2 separate regions of the Gasterosteus aculeatus genome follow, and region 1 is linked to region 2. The links are chromatin contacts, called in public Hi-C maps. All regions are on one chromosome and are shown on one strand. The core of a region is the stretch at or near the end of the contact, and the rest is flanking DNA. Distances in the headings are between cores, read along the strand shown.

Region 1 (7,164 bases), core at 1,009-3,508, 48 kb after region 2:
GCAGGGGGAGGAAAAGATTGGGGGAGGGGGGGGGGGGGTCTTGGATGTAGGAGCCCAGCAACCAAGACACCAGACTTGGGAACCAGGAAATGTTTTGGATTTGCATCATTAACAATCCCGTCAGTTAACTCCTCAACAGGCCGGTTCCTTGTTCTCTTCTCTGATGTACATTTGCATTCTTTTTGCTTTTTTTTAAACTTTTTGTTTGACTCATGCCGAAACTGCAGCCAGCAACGAAAGTATTCCAACTGAAACAAAGTGACACACACATTATATCACCATGTGCTCGAGTGCCAACGCCAAGGCACTGAGTCACCCGGGGAGGTGTCCCGACACACTCTGGAGAGAAATGTCACTTTGGTATTCCAACTGAACGAGCTGCACTCATATGGACTAAGTTGTTTTTGGAGGGGGGGGGCTTGATTATGAAAACCGTCACAGGACAAGCTGCTCGTTTTTGAGTCACCCAAAATCCACAAATCCACTCATTGAGCCTTTTTGATGAGCTGAGCAGCGCCTCACTGTGATAGTGATAAACACACTCACAATTATATCAAGTAGGACCCATTGCAGCAGACTGGAGAGTCATTTGAACACAGGCGGCGCGGGTCTCCTCGTACGTGGGAACGTGGAGCGAACCACCGAACATGAACGCGTAAAGGCGCGTAACAGCGGACAGCCCGCGTGCGAAGGCTCTTGTCCCTCCGAGAAGTATATGTTTCATGCCGCACAAAACTCGTTCAGATTATGTAGGATTATTAAATCATGAATTATCAGATCAGATCTCCTCGGTGGAGGCAGCGCGTGAGTGCGGACACATCGTAACGGTGTTCATGCAAAGCAGCAAAATAAGGAAAATATGCATCGTTACAAATCGATGTAATTGCAGGTTTGGATATTTAACTGGTAAGTATATAGAATGACGTTTTGTTAAACTGCTGGGGATGCGGAGTGCGCGCGCCGTGCGTCACCCGACGATTAAAACTACCGTAAAACCGACCAGAGTACAGCTTGAACAGGGTGACGTTTGAGGGGGAAGTTGGCCACCTCTGTGCGCCGGTGCGCAAGGGTGAGAAGGGTTCTACTTACTTGGGGTTGGTCCGGTTCCAGTAGACGGCGTAGCGGTCGGACACCACCTTGGACGCCGGGTCCTGGCAGTAAACACACACCACTACGACGAGGAAGAGGAAGAGGATCATTTCCACTTGCGGCATCTTGGCTCTGGAACTCCGACGGTGCCAAATTGACTCCGGTCCCGGTGCCGATGTGACGGATGTGGCGGGGAGATGTTGCGCGGAGAGTCCGCTTTACAGGTGCAGCTTCCTGCTCGGTGTTCGCAACCAAACGAAATGTCTTTCTCTGCTTTAACAAAAAAAAGAAACCGGCTTGACGACAGTCAGATCGATGACTTTGCACCAAAAACCTTCTGCTCGAAAACGACTTCTACTTCAAAAAGCCACAGTGTTTCTGCCCCAACGATCCTCCGCAACTCCGCTGCGCGCTGCGAAACTGTTTCTCCAACTCGCCTCGAATTTCCCGGAGAGGAGGTGCGCGGTGTGGAGGGGCAATATTTAAAAAACCAAGGAGGATGAAACACAACAGATAAACAGATCAGAAATACAGTCCGTGCGGCTCCAGATCCGTTCGGTGCGGTTCGGGAGGGAAGCCCGAAGGACTCCAAACCGGCAGCTTCTTCGGCTCCAGCTGAACCTGCAGCCGCCCGAGCGCTTCTGTCCCTCCGCCGCAAACAACACACGCACACGGGCAGGAAAACGAGGAAAAGAGAGGAGAGAGATAGAGAGGAAAACAAACAGAACGTCGCTGCGTAAACGCGCACAGTCTCCGGGTTGAGCGTCACCCCGACGAGCGGCTCCGCAACATCACCGAGAGCGCACAAGAAGCGGCGATGTCGATGTGGAGGAAGCAAACGCGAGACTGCGGCGCTCGGTCTCCTGCGGCCATGCTCTCCCGGACCACCCCCCTCCGACTCCCCACGACGACCCCCTCCTCCCCCTCCTTTCTCTCTTTCTCTCTCCACCTTCCTGCCAGCCGGGGTACGCTGCAAAAGGTGCTGCTGGTCGCTGCTGAATCTTCTGGAGCAAATTATGCAAAACGGAAAAGAATTTCAGTCCTGTTTGTTGGCGCGGACATTTCTTGCTGGTACAGTTTCACAGTTGCACTAATTCTCATTGGCTTGGGTTTTGCATGACGGTCGTTTTGTTTACGTCGACATCCCTCCTACATGTGTTTCTCTGCCCCCTCCCCCCCCCCGGCTGGCAGACTCATCCCAGATCGTTTCACAACGTGCTCCTCTTCGACGCGTTGAACTTTCATTTCACTTGGTCTCAATCAATGTAACGTTTGTCCTCAAATGTGATTTCATTTAAATGTCCCAGAACCAAAGTTCGGCTCTTTCCAATAGAATTAAAGAAATTTGCTCGAAGGAATTTTGCGGAAAACAATTGCTTTGTCAGTAAATGCAGTGGTGCCTGCCAGAGGAAATGGTTTCCAACTGCTCTCCAGACGGTCCCTTTGACTGCAGTGCCTCAAAACCAGTTAAGCATCTCGGCTGGCACGACTTTTCGTTTGCATTGTTGGGGGGAAACAAACTTTCCATTCTGCATTGAATTACGTCACAAGCCAAACATTATTATGCGTGCAAAATCAAAATGCTTTAATTTCCTCTAGTTTGCCTCTAAATTATAGATTTAAATATGTTTTGTTTTTCTCAGCCACATGTTTGTCTCCCAGACATTCCAGACTGCTTTGCTTCCCTTTCGGGTTGCAGGGCTTGTGGACACACGTAGTTTGGGTCCCTGACTCAGTGCGCCACGTAGTGGCGATCATTGGAAAAGCAACAGGAATCGTCTCTTTGGAAAGAATTCAAGACTGTGCACACACTCAAGAACATTTGAAACATTCTGAAAAACAGTACTTAAGTGGAGTTGGGAGAAGGTCCATTAGTGAGTCGGAGCAGATAGGGACAGACTTCTCTCTAATCCTCTTCATAAGAACAGCAGCACAGGGGGAGCTCATCCGAGGGCCGCTGGGCTCAACTGGAGGGTTGTACAACTTTGCCGAGCCGCTGAACAGTCGCCACCGGCGCTGCTCGGTCCGCGGCTTCTGTTCACAGACAGGCTGATTTATTCCCCCTGAACCAGGCTGGTTCAGGGTTGCTCATTTGTTAAGTCCCCAGTGTGGACATTCATTGCAAAACCTCTGCTCCCATTGCACCGAATTGCATTTCTCCAATAGAAGCAACACAAAAGGAGGAATGGGGAGAAATACTTTTTCAAATCAAAAGGTTTTTTTTTTATTTGACCAAAATGCAATCGATCACCTGCAAAATTAAGTGAAATAGAAAGGGTTGAATCACACATGTATCATATCAAATGTTTTATTGTCTGTAACTGCGCAGAAGAGTGGCTAAGTGGTTCACACTGCTGCCTCGGAGTAAGATGACTTTAGTTTGTTAGCATCCAACAATTACCTTTTAATAAACAAATGTGGACTCTTCTTTTCTTACATGTGGCTTTTTCCCCATGTCCCTTAATTTGATTAATTCATTCATTTAAAAGGTACATTCATGCAACTGCAATTAACAACTTCAAATTCAACTTTTTGATGCAAGAAACAGCTTTGGTATAAAAAGGATCTCAATCTGGTGGTATCTTTCTCTTTTTAATGAGTTCAATTGTCCACTAGATTGTTAGATGAGATGAGTGCTGCTCATTTGGTGGTATGATATTGTACCTTCAATAAACCAACTGGAGGGTGTTCAGAGAACACATCATGAAAACGTGTCTTAGTATAAGCCTACGGCCATGGGGCGGATTTAAAACAACCCCTTCACTGAATTTTATAATGGTTTATTTAAAACCTTGATCATGCTAATGTTTGTGGAGATACAACCAACCTCCAATTCCAAAGGACATTCAGAGCGTGTCCGGTGCCTCCTCGCGTCTCCGAACGCAGTGAAGGCTGAGCCGGCGGCTAACGGCTAACAGAGCTAAACCTGCAAACAGTGCCAACGAACGCAACAGGACAGAGCTTTGCCTGAGGAGCAGCCGGAGAGGTGAGTGCTACAGTTACGCAAGGAAACCGCCCGGTGCAAAGGATGTTCTCAACTCTCACATGCGCGTCCAGCACGGATACGTCAACGAAGCACAGAGGAGCTGAGATACATCCCACAAGAGGGAGGGCGACTCTGCCCTGGTAGACATTATTCCACTATGTCATTGTTGTTCAGTTCATGCAACAGTTGATGCAAAACTGGAGCGGCGTAGAGGATCCACAGTAAACCAGTGAAGATCAGCCTGGAAACTAACCTGACTTGGACCAGGATACTCTGCAGGGGGTCTTTTCCAGAGTAGACTCCTTTATGAAGCAATTTCCTAAAAATAAGGAGGAATTACTGAAATAAGCCATGGCTTTGCTGCTAATCTTGCTTTATGAAATACACAATTATACATAATCCAAAAGAAACAACTTGTGAAGAAAAAAAAACATGTCCGCCCCGGCAACATGCACCTGCTGTACGACACGAGCTGAGCCAGACTGGGCTCATCATCCCCCTGTTGGCTTTGTTTACAGTAAACCCACCTCACACTGTGTTTGTTTGGGTGCAGCAGTGAGGTTGTGTGTGTGTGTGTGTGTGTGTGTGTGTGCACACATGCATGCGTGTGTCCTGTAAATGCATAAATTGTGTATACACAAACCTTCAGGTCTGAGAGGGGTTTTGTTTCTCCCATATGTGCACGTGAGCTTGGGTGCACACACACACACTTGTGTGTGTGTATGTGTGTGTGTGCGCGCGCGTCAGGCTGATCAGCCACCTCGCCCAGGCAGACTAATCCATGAGCTATAATCACCTCATCTCGCCGGCTAAAGTGCCTGTCCTACTTCATTTACGCCTGATACACGCCTGTGTTCGCCAAGACAATGAAGGCATTATAAATTAGGGTCAGTGGGGCTGCGATCACAGCGGTGCATCCTAATGTTCCTCGTGGCCTTATGAGTGGACTGTCACATGCGCGGTGGAATGAGATCCCCCATGTGAGGAGTACATCACAGGCACAACGGTTCTACCATCACAGATGTGCTCCGAGGCGAACAGAGAGGCGGCGTCCTGCGATTTTTTATTTTTTTTCCCCCTCTGCGCTTTTGTTTATGAAGGCAATCTGTAATAAAGCAGCGCCATCAAAGTGCCACTGAGTGTTTACGTTGTGACACAGACATTACAGCCTCTCGGTCCTCCTCCATTAGCAGCTGGCAACACTGTAATCTCGTTTTCAATATTCCTGTTCTTTTGTTCTTTATTTTCTTTACTACCAGTAAATTATTCTGTGAGCACTTGAGTTGTTTATATATTTTTGCTGATTAATTTGAGTTTTCAAAATAGGGTATTTAGCACTTGGCTGAAAAAGAAAAGACCTGTAATTCGACAGATATCTCTTTCCTCTAAACTGCAGTATTTTTTTCCCCAAACAGGATTGTTGTCTTGTTTTCCTCCCTTGAATGGAATATTTCCGCAGCATCCTCTCAGATTTTTTTGTTAATAGGACCTGTTTTCACTTTGGTTTGTTTGTTTATTCGTTGGCAGGATTACAGAAAACGTACCCGCCCAATTGGGTGTAGCGTGGGCCAAGGGAGAGTCCTTTCAATTTCCGAGCGGATCTGAATTACGGTGCAGAGACAAGCAAGCATTGCACGCATGTTTTTTTTTTTTTTGGTGGAGCCCGTTGGTGCATTTCTAGTTTGGGATTCCTGCGGTGGGATATAAACACACACTGAACGAGGACTTGATGTTACTGCTCATGTGAGATAACTGCCACAGAGCATGTGTCTCATGACATTTACAATACAGTATGTGTTTGCTTTCACTTGGACTTGCTTTTTTGATCTCAGAATGTTACACTGTTTGTTTGTCTTATCAATTTGGGGCCGATTAGATTAGATACAAATACTAACTGGACGAAGATTTTTGGAGTCCTGCGCTTTATTTTCTTTCTACGTCCAACGCCCAGGAAACACAAATGTCTCCGCTTGTTTTTATGATGATGAAGTTGCAAACACCAAGCAAAGAAGTATCTTTGCATTATCACCTCTTTCCTCGCTAAAAAAAAAATAAGAGCTGCGTTCATGTGCAATGCATTAACACATTTCATTCTACAGTTGTAATTTACACTACATTATAATTGATCTATAATTGGAACATTAGTGACAGCCGGTTAATGCTGCATGATTTATGGTCTTATCCTTGCCGAGGCCAGAGCAAGGTCACTAACTGCTCGGTTAAGTTTCCACCAGCCAGAATTGTCGGTGCATATCCGTTGCAAACACCATTTTTGTAAAAAACATCTTGGGAGTGCAGACTGGGCCGCCCTTTCAACTTTCCATTTAAAACAAATTCAATCTTGCTGTGCTTCTTCCCCCCGCAGATGAATGTCTGGTGGTGGTTATGGTCACTTAACATTCTGCGAGCCCTTCTCTGCTAGTTTTAAGAAAAATAAGAACACAAGTCAGCCATTGTTGTTAGAATACCTCGACCTTTTATATCTATCCTTCCATTCTTTCTGTCCATTCAACTTATTCTTACTTTCACCTCTTTTCTTTCTCCCTTCTGCTTATAATGCTATCGACATCCCCTCATGCAAAAGTAAATGTTTATCTCTCCCCCAGGGGAGCGGTTTGTCTCTCCTTCTTCATCGCTCTGCCTAAAACACCAGCGTGAACCTTGCCAGCTGGCCTTTACGTGCAGCCCCGCAGCATCGACGCTACAAAAAGGTTTGGCCCCAGTGAAAAATACACAAATTAAGGTGAAACAGGGGTTGAGAGAGGAGCGATGTGAGGAAGATGCACGATGACAGGCTGACAGAGCCAGAAAGACGTGGGAGGTCCCAGTTATTCCGCTCCGATCTGCACTTCTGGGTCTGTGTGTGGCACCTGGTTGAACTCTTTTTGTATACATAACCTCTGCACGTACAAATACACAAACTCACACTTGCACACAAAAGCAAAAGAGTGCGTGTGAGCTCCCACAAAGACACACACACCCCATGCGTTTTTATGGAGGCCAAACCTCTCTCCATCGGTGCTTTCTTTGTGATGTTTCCCTGCGTGTAGGTAAGTAATGTCTGTGACCCGTGGAGCACGTCCTGCTTA
Region 2 (7,691 bases), core at 3,603-6,102:
GTTGGGTCAGTAAGCAAAGCTAAAAAGTTTGACTACTAAGTTCGAAAACTTTCTCCATATTTCTTCAACCGTGTGACTTTTTTTGTTTAATGCTTTTCATTGACTTTTTGCACTTCTTGCTATAAGCTTCCTCTGCCCGGTGTCGGTTAAATACCAGAGAATCTACCTCGGAGAGCACTGTATCTCCTTTAGTCCCGCTCTTCTGCCCCTGTAGGGCCCTGACATTACTTATGATAACACCGGCTGTTTGTTTTCCCGAGTCTTCTCACGAGGAGGAGAAAACTGAGCTCTGCTAGTCCTCAACAAAAGACAGTAAGACAAGACCTCGACTGAAGAGATGTTTTGCTCCCTCCGGCTTGTATTTTGGCTTGGCGCTCATTCAAAGGACTTGCAACAACAAACTCTGACCACAGCTGCTGTCTTTTTTTGCAAGATTCCAAAATGAAATCGATATTAATCTTTTAAGTTAAAAGGTAAAAGTTGGGTTTCATAAGTATTACTTTTCACTGTTAGCTAAGTTTCAACACTGATACCCAAACAATACTTTTTTTGGCTGCCGCGTGATGAACGTTGCTTTTTAAATTGGATAAATCTTCCTAGTGTCAAAAGTACAATCATTTCAGTGGATGGAAGATCGGCGTACTCACAGATGTAGTAGTACTCTCTGCCGGGGCGAAACTCAAAGCCCAGGGAGAAGGGGGTGAAGAGCTGGAACTTCTCTGAGAACTTCAGCGGCCCGTTGGGCGACAGAGGCCTGTTGCATTCCCAGCGTTTGAAACCCTTGGCGGTGTGGTCACAGGAGCTGTAGCCGTCGTAGTTCACCATGTAGAGGATGTAGCGCTCGGCCCGGTCGTCAGAGACCGGCCCGACGTAGTGCGGACAGTAGACGTCGAGGTAGTCGTTGATGCAGACGTCGATGTGGTAATCGCCCCGGTAGAACCTGGGCGGGACACAGATCGAGAAGGGGCAAATGTGAGTACGCGGGTTGTAAAGGAAAACGTCAAGTAATTATGGTTAAATCTTCATCAGGGAATTCAAGACCTTCAAGACCGTAAATGACCTTCAAAAGTTGGGACCTTCACACTTCCACTTCAACTGATAATCTATTTTGTTTTAAGTCTTAAGACAAAGTCTGTTCTGGGTATTTGATCATTTAGAAGCGCTATGTAGCCACATTTTCCATGTCACACAAGCATGCGATACACATTCCTGCAAATGGTTCCACACTGTCGCACCGAGTGACAGGTGGCCCAAGAAATGCGTTCGCAGAAGGCAGGAGAAGAAAATGCCAGCAAAGACAATGTAGAAGCGAAGGAAATGCCTTCATGTTTAAAAGACCTGTATTTTATTAATGTGCCTGTGAAAGACGCATGTGAGCCTACATGCATGGCTCTAAAGTGAGGGCACTTTTCTGTATGTCAACAATGATACCAGGATGAATCTGTCATTGGGGAGGTGATTGTTCTATGGGTTTCATGTCTGCAGTGATAAATCCCATGTAATCACTGCACTCAACCTTTTCAATGATTTACCAACCCGATGAAGACATGCTGAGCGCGCATGTTCTCTTTACTGCAGCCTGCTCTGGGTTTCGCACGCAGCCAACTTTCAAATCCCCCGAAGTGGTGACTTGCTCAAGGGTGCATTGGCATCAGCTGCTTAAGTGGGAGTGTGGTTACTGGTTGATTTGTTTGGGGAGTCTCTCCCTATCACACTCCTTGATGACTCGTCCTCGATAGGGGAGCCGAGTGCTCCGACACGTGATGACAACAGATGATACTTTGTGTTTCTCTGTGAGGCCGCAGCTGAAGAACGTTTTCCCGTAGGCGTTTGGAAACTAGACGTTCCCCGGCTCTGGTTGTGTTTATAACATCCCATTATGTCACTCTCAATCGCGAGCCTCTTGTGAGACTCAACTGAATCCCCCACCTGCCCCGGCAGAAACCTCTCAGGACCCACGCGAGCCAGCTCGGAGCCGTACATCAACAGCGATGACTTATGCCGGTGCTGAAATTAAAGTCCCCTAGCGATGCAAGGCTAATCCTCTGGTTAGCATGTGCCTTTAGCCGCGTTAAGAGGATCCCCCCCTTGTAGGAGGAGATTTTCATTCGCCTGATATGACAGCTTGATGTAGGAGCCCCTCGTGGAATCTGGAGTCAGGGAGAGGAGGCTGGTTCTCAAGCTTCGCCTAGAAACGAGATTTCTAGTGTTTACTGTTAAGCGAGTGGACACAGAAGTGAGGAGGGGGCGGGAGGGGAGGCGAGGGGGGGTGCAGCTGCGTACCAGGTATTCATTATATCACATATTCCCATGTGACACCGTGTGAGGTTTCATTTCAGCAGAGACGATTACGCTTGGACGGCCGAGCTGGTTGTGTGTCTGCAGCCGCTGGCGGCCCCTCAGTGTCCCTCACATGCCGCAGGACGTCTCCAATGCTCCACCTCTGCTCACTGACACGGTGAGCGACGCCGGGGGAGACGGGCCACGTACCGCGAGAGCGGCCGACCATCGGATACAGGGGGAAACTTTCTTTACCGTGACGTTGCATCAGACATGCAGAAATGTGGTACCAGTCAGCTGATCTGAGGCCAGGTGGGACAGGGAGGGCGGATCGGCTGTTGCCGCTGACTTATACGTGTCAGGTTTTTTGGCGGGGAGCATGAGAGGCGCGGAGGGAGGTGTGTGCTGGCCGCGGCGTGCCGGGGGTATCGCGTTGTCGTTAAACAGATTGTAAATATGCCGAAGGATTAGTGGCCGCCCTACTGGGTTTGCCACAAATGAGCGGATGGCGTGCGTGCGTGCCGGATAGGCGGCTGCGAAGGGTTTCTCGCGGCATCAAGCAGCCATCTTCTAATCTTTTTCGCTCTCTAATTACAGTCTGGTCAAACGCGAAACCGAAGCCCTTGTTTTCTCTTTCAGTTCTATTCCCCCCCCTTCAGCACCAGCTGGGCGCTTTGGCTCCAGGCAGGCACAGCATGGCCTCCTTTAGCCTCTAGTTTCAGAGCTGCACGCTGGTATTATGACTACCAGGGGTCAACCGGCTCCACAGTATCATGTCCTCCGCCAGAAGCACTGTGGGCTATTCTGCTTTGTCCCCCTGTGTTTTATTAGGCCCTAAGTGTTAGCGTCAACCTCACAAGTGTCACTGGCTGTCAATCAAATGTGACCCGGGAGTAGCAGTTTAAGATTAGTCAGGATTAAGAAGAGTTTGTAACTAAAGCTTTTGTAAGAGAGAGAGAGAGGTGGGTTCATGTTCAGATATTCAGATGGGTGCAGATGGAGTCGGGACAGCGCTCAGTCTACAGTGAGCACTTCTGATTGGATTTCAATCTGAGCTTTAGAGCAGATAAAAAAAAAATCATGTTTAATAATAATAAAAATTATTCAAAAAACTAGTGAATTAGTTCATTATCATTTTGCTGAGAGGCTTCAATCATTTATAAAACTAATTTGGGCCTGAAGCACATTTATTTATTCAAAAACAATACTTACAGCTAAATATATTTTCATAATTTGACATGCAAATCAAATCTAAACAGCACCATGTGAAACAACTACAGCATTGAAATAGCAACGCTGAGTCACCACTCACAACATGAGCCGATAGCAGGTCAACTTTATCTGCACTGTCGCACCACAAAAGACCAAGACATACAAATCCCTACTGGATACAACAAATCTGCAACGATAAGAAAATACTGTGAGGTTGGCAGCCGGGGAGAAGAACGGGTAAGTGGGGTTTAAGATAAAGAATAACACCAAGAAAACAAGAATAGTATTACTCAGCCGCCGGGGGGGGGGTCGGCGCAACTCTTTGGTTTGGCCAATTGGTTTCTCATTCTTCTCTTGGAATCACATCTATATTCCCCGCCCACGTGATCGCTTCACCAGAGAGGGATTTGGATGTCAGTGCGGAAGAGGCTCAAATGTGGCCTAACACGTGTAAAACCTAAATCTAGAAATATGGGCCGTGGGTGTTTGTTACAAACGACTATAAAACGCACCGTGAGAGTGGCGAGAGCACCAAACAGACGAGACAGCTGTTCGCCAGATGTTTTGCTCGATGGGCGTTTTTTTTTTTGCGGAGCACGGGTGAAATATTGATAAGACACGGAGCCGTAAAACGCGCAGCCTGCCTCGAGATGTGTTCGCGTAAAGATGACGTTTCATCTCTCACCGTCTTCTGGTTCCGTCTTTTTTAAAAAACGGGCCCTAAACTGTGATCTCTCCGCTATCTGCACCCTGAGACTCAAAGAGCATCTGCTGACCCCGTCCCTCCCCTGCCGGGATGGGGTGGGGGGGTGGGGGCAGACTGAGGCGTGAGAAACCCTTCATTTATTTACCGAGCTGTAAACTGTCAGCGGCGTCCGTGATCCTCAGCAATAACTTTCATTACCAGCGACATCAATTCATCGTTTTTTTTTTTCCTTTTCGAAATGCCTTTGTTGTTGCAGGCTATTTAGTGAGTCGTTAAGCCTTCACGGGGCCGATCGAGGCAATTTCAACAGTTGTGTTTTCCTCCTGGCGTCGCTCCGAGCAGCAGGAATCGCTGAGAGCCGATGGAAGGGTTCGGGGGGGTCGATGGCAGGAGGCAGAAAGAACGATCGGGCCGACAGACGAGAGCGCGGTTCAGCAGTTCTGTGTCAGTTCAAAATGTGTCATAATGAGCCATTAACAAAATAAAAGCACCTCAGTCTGTTTGTCCTGGGGATTAATGATCCCTGATTGGCTGAGTTACTCGCGGCCAGTTGGAGGGGCTTATCAATGAATCAGTAACTGGAGATCTTAACAAAGCACGGGGTGGGGGGGTAATCCCTCTTTTCAGCCAGCTCCCCAGCTTGTTTGCTTTCTTCATCCCCTTCTGCTGCGTTGTTGTTATTCTGTGCCCTGGCACAGGTAAGGCATAGGCAGAGCCAGCGAAAGGGGAGAAGTGAGAGGGGGAGGAAAGGACGGAGGGGACAGGAGGGAAAGTAAACGGCATTAGGAGGAGAGTTTAAATCTTTCCAAACTTTATCTCTATTTGTTCTCGGTTTACTAAAAAGGACATTTCATATTGATTATATTGTTGCCATTGGACCAGTCACATTTGATTATTAATGAAAAAAAAAAAAACATGTCACACATTGAATACAGCAGAGTTTAACACATTAGCAGCTATTCCTCCCTGTGGGGTAAAATAGAAGGAAAAATAGGTGGAAGACAGTAGGAGAAGCAAAAGAAATAACAGAAATCAGGAGTAGGAAAGGTGGATTTTCTCAAAAAAAGAGAAGCAAGGGAAGAAAAAAATGGAAAAACCAAAAGCCAGAATTTAGAAGAGGGGGAGAATTAGAAACAACGGAGGAAAGAAGAGAGCAGGGGAGCAAAAAATCAATGAGGAAGAAAAAGAATGTGGAGAATAAGTGAAAAGGCGAGAAGGAGAAGAGGATAAAGCCCTCCTGTTGTTTTCCTTATAAACACACTCAGGGGTCAGGCGGGTGGCAGCTTCCCAGGGTGATTCCACAAAGAGAGAAAAGGGGAGATGATTTCAGCCCAAAGAAACACATGACGCTCCTGCCTTAACACACGCAAACACACACTCACAATGTCTGCACACAAACCGCCGCTTCTACACGCAAACCCTTCCATGTCTGTTCTGTAGTCCCGCATTATAACCTCTAGGGGGAACTCTTTATGGGGCCAAGAAGGGGCAATCATGACCGCCGGTCATGTGACGTGATGCCACCAGATGGGGTCCGTCTATCCCGTTGCCCCCCGGGGTTGGGAGGTCCCGATCACCCTCCCTCCACCTGTCCCATCATTCATAGCTGCTTCGCCGCTGGGAAGTTAAGGCCATCATTACTTAGTTAGGCTAATTATATACACACATCTGACGGGGGGGTTACAAACGCACACACACACACACACACGTACGTTTAGAATGTATTGGAACACATAATGCGTCTGCCGAGGGGCTCAGTCCGACTGTGCGTTGACAGGCAGAGAGATGGGGGGGGGGGGGCGGCTGTAAAGTATAGACAGTTCTCTCTTTCTGTGTGTTTTTTTTTCCCTGCTGGGAACAAGACCAGGGGAGGTGAATAATTGGCCTCAGATTGAAAACACATTGCTACTCGTGGGAAGGCACCTCGGGAAGTTAAAACATAAAAATAAAAGAGGCCAGAGAGGGAGATAGAGAGCAGAGAGCAGAGAGCGGAAGCAGGGACGGGACGAGAGCGAGAGCGGGCGGTGTTGTTTATGGATCCTGGTGGTCCCGACTGTGCCAACCGCTAACTCGTCCTTCAACGCAGCTGCAGCTACGCTGCGCTGTGTGCCAGGCTGCTGCAGGCCGTGTTATGTAAAGCGCCATGTATATTCTAATCTCTTGCTAATTAGGCCCGGTTGTCCTCTTGGCCTTTGCTGGGAGAAAAAAAAAAGTTCTCATCGGCACTCCTCGGTCGGGCTTTTGTTTTTGAGTCGGCCGTTTAGCGTCTGAGGAGAATCCTCCTGGAGAGAAAAAGTCACAAAAATGTAACTTCATTGATTCCCACTGGATTAATATTAACCGTTGACTATCACAGTGTCCACGTCCTCAAAAACATGGAAGGAAATAATGAGTTGCTGTATTTGGTCCTTTTAAGGTGAAAACTTGTTATAGGCTGATTGCGACAAGCGTCCTTCTGTCTTACATGTATGAGGCAGGTTAATGACTGGTGACGTTATTCTGCTGTCAAAAAGGTCAAAGCCGTAACAGCAGCATGGCGTTTGTGTCAGTCATCACACACACACACACAGCAGGCCTCCGTCATTCAGTCTGCGTGAAACCCCGAGGGGCAGACGTGGGCGAGTCGTAAACCCCTTCGGTGCCAAAGATGGCTGTTTTTTTAAGCGTTGCCATGACGGCTGTTTATAACAACACAATGTTCCAGCCACAGCTTTGTTGAACACAGCGTTCGCAACCGCAGGTGTGCGCATGCAGGCACGCGTGCACATCGAAACACACACTCCTTAATGACACATAACCCGAGGAGGCCACAGAGCGGCTCCTGCCCCCCCCCCGCCCCCACCGACTGAAATCTGTCCCATCAGCACCTGCCGGGTTTGTGTACTGAGGCAAAACTGAGGAGCATTCTGCAGGATCCCGCAGATCTCTGTATGTATATACAGCGATGATGATGATGATAATTATCTTTTAATTTCACTTAATGTGGCTGCTCCTGCAGTGCACTCGGCCGGGGTAACCTCGGGGAGATGCTGCCCCCCCCCCCCTTGCTCGACTGATATCGATCTGACACTTTAGACGCTGAGCTGAGGTCAGTGGGTAGTGACAGCCCATTATTCAGCCCCAGAGCCGGTGTTTGGCCAGCGTCTGAGCCCAGGTGATAGCCTGACCTCACTGTCGTCTATCTTAGGAGCTGCTGAGGGATGGAAGGAGTTTGAAAAGGAAACGAACGAAAGCCTGATGCTTCATTCGGTCTTTTCTTTTCTTTCAGCAAACTCGATCCCTTCTGTCTTTGTCTACCTGCTCATCGTCCTCGTCTACCTTAAATAACCTTCTGCTGTTGTTATTGTGCTATTTAATTACGAAATGTTCTCTTACGAATTGGTTTCAGCGTTTTACTTTCTTATTGGAATGGATGAAATAGAAAGAACCTCATGACACAGTTTATTCTATTCAAGTTGATGGTGTTTTTCAAGAAACATTCTCTAAATTCAAA

Evidence for each region. Hi-C and Micro-C count contacts between places; a contact is called where the count stands out from the background.
Region 1: a Hi-C map of skeletal muscle shows a contact between it and region 2, with 5 times the contacts expected there. The contact joins the promoter of LOC120831978 here to the enhancer-like site in region 2. A contact is called at or near these places in 4 of 6 Hi-C or Micro-C datasets (skeletal muscle, tail fin and whole body).

What each region holds. Positions count from the first base shown.
Region 1 is chr14:11,887,432-11,894,595 of fGasAcu3.hap1.1, forward strand. It overlaps LOC120831978 (ephrin-A5b), which reads right to left and starts at 2,259. Exons shown (of 5, transcript XM_040197965.2): 1 at 1,090-2,259. The coding sequence starts at 1,214.
Region 2 is chr14:11,836,844-11,844,534 of fGasAcu3.hap1.1, forward strand. LOC120831978 (ephrin-A5b) reads right to left here. Exons shown (of 5, transcript XM_040197965.2): 2 at 648-940. Among protein-coding and RNA genes, the nearest start is that of LOC120831978, 49 kb to the right of the region's middle. Within about 2 kb of position 4,853, at least 1 of the 9 cell types and tissues checked has open chromatin away from gene starts, as enhancers often do.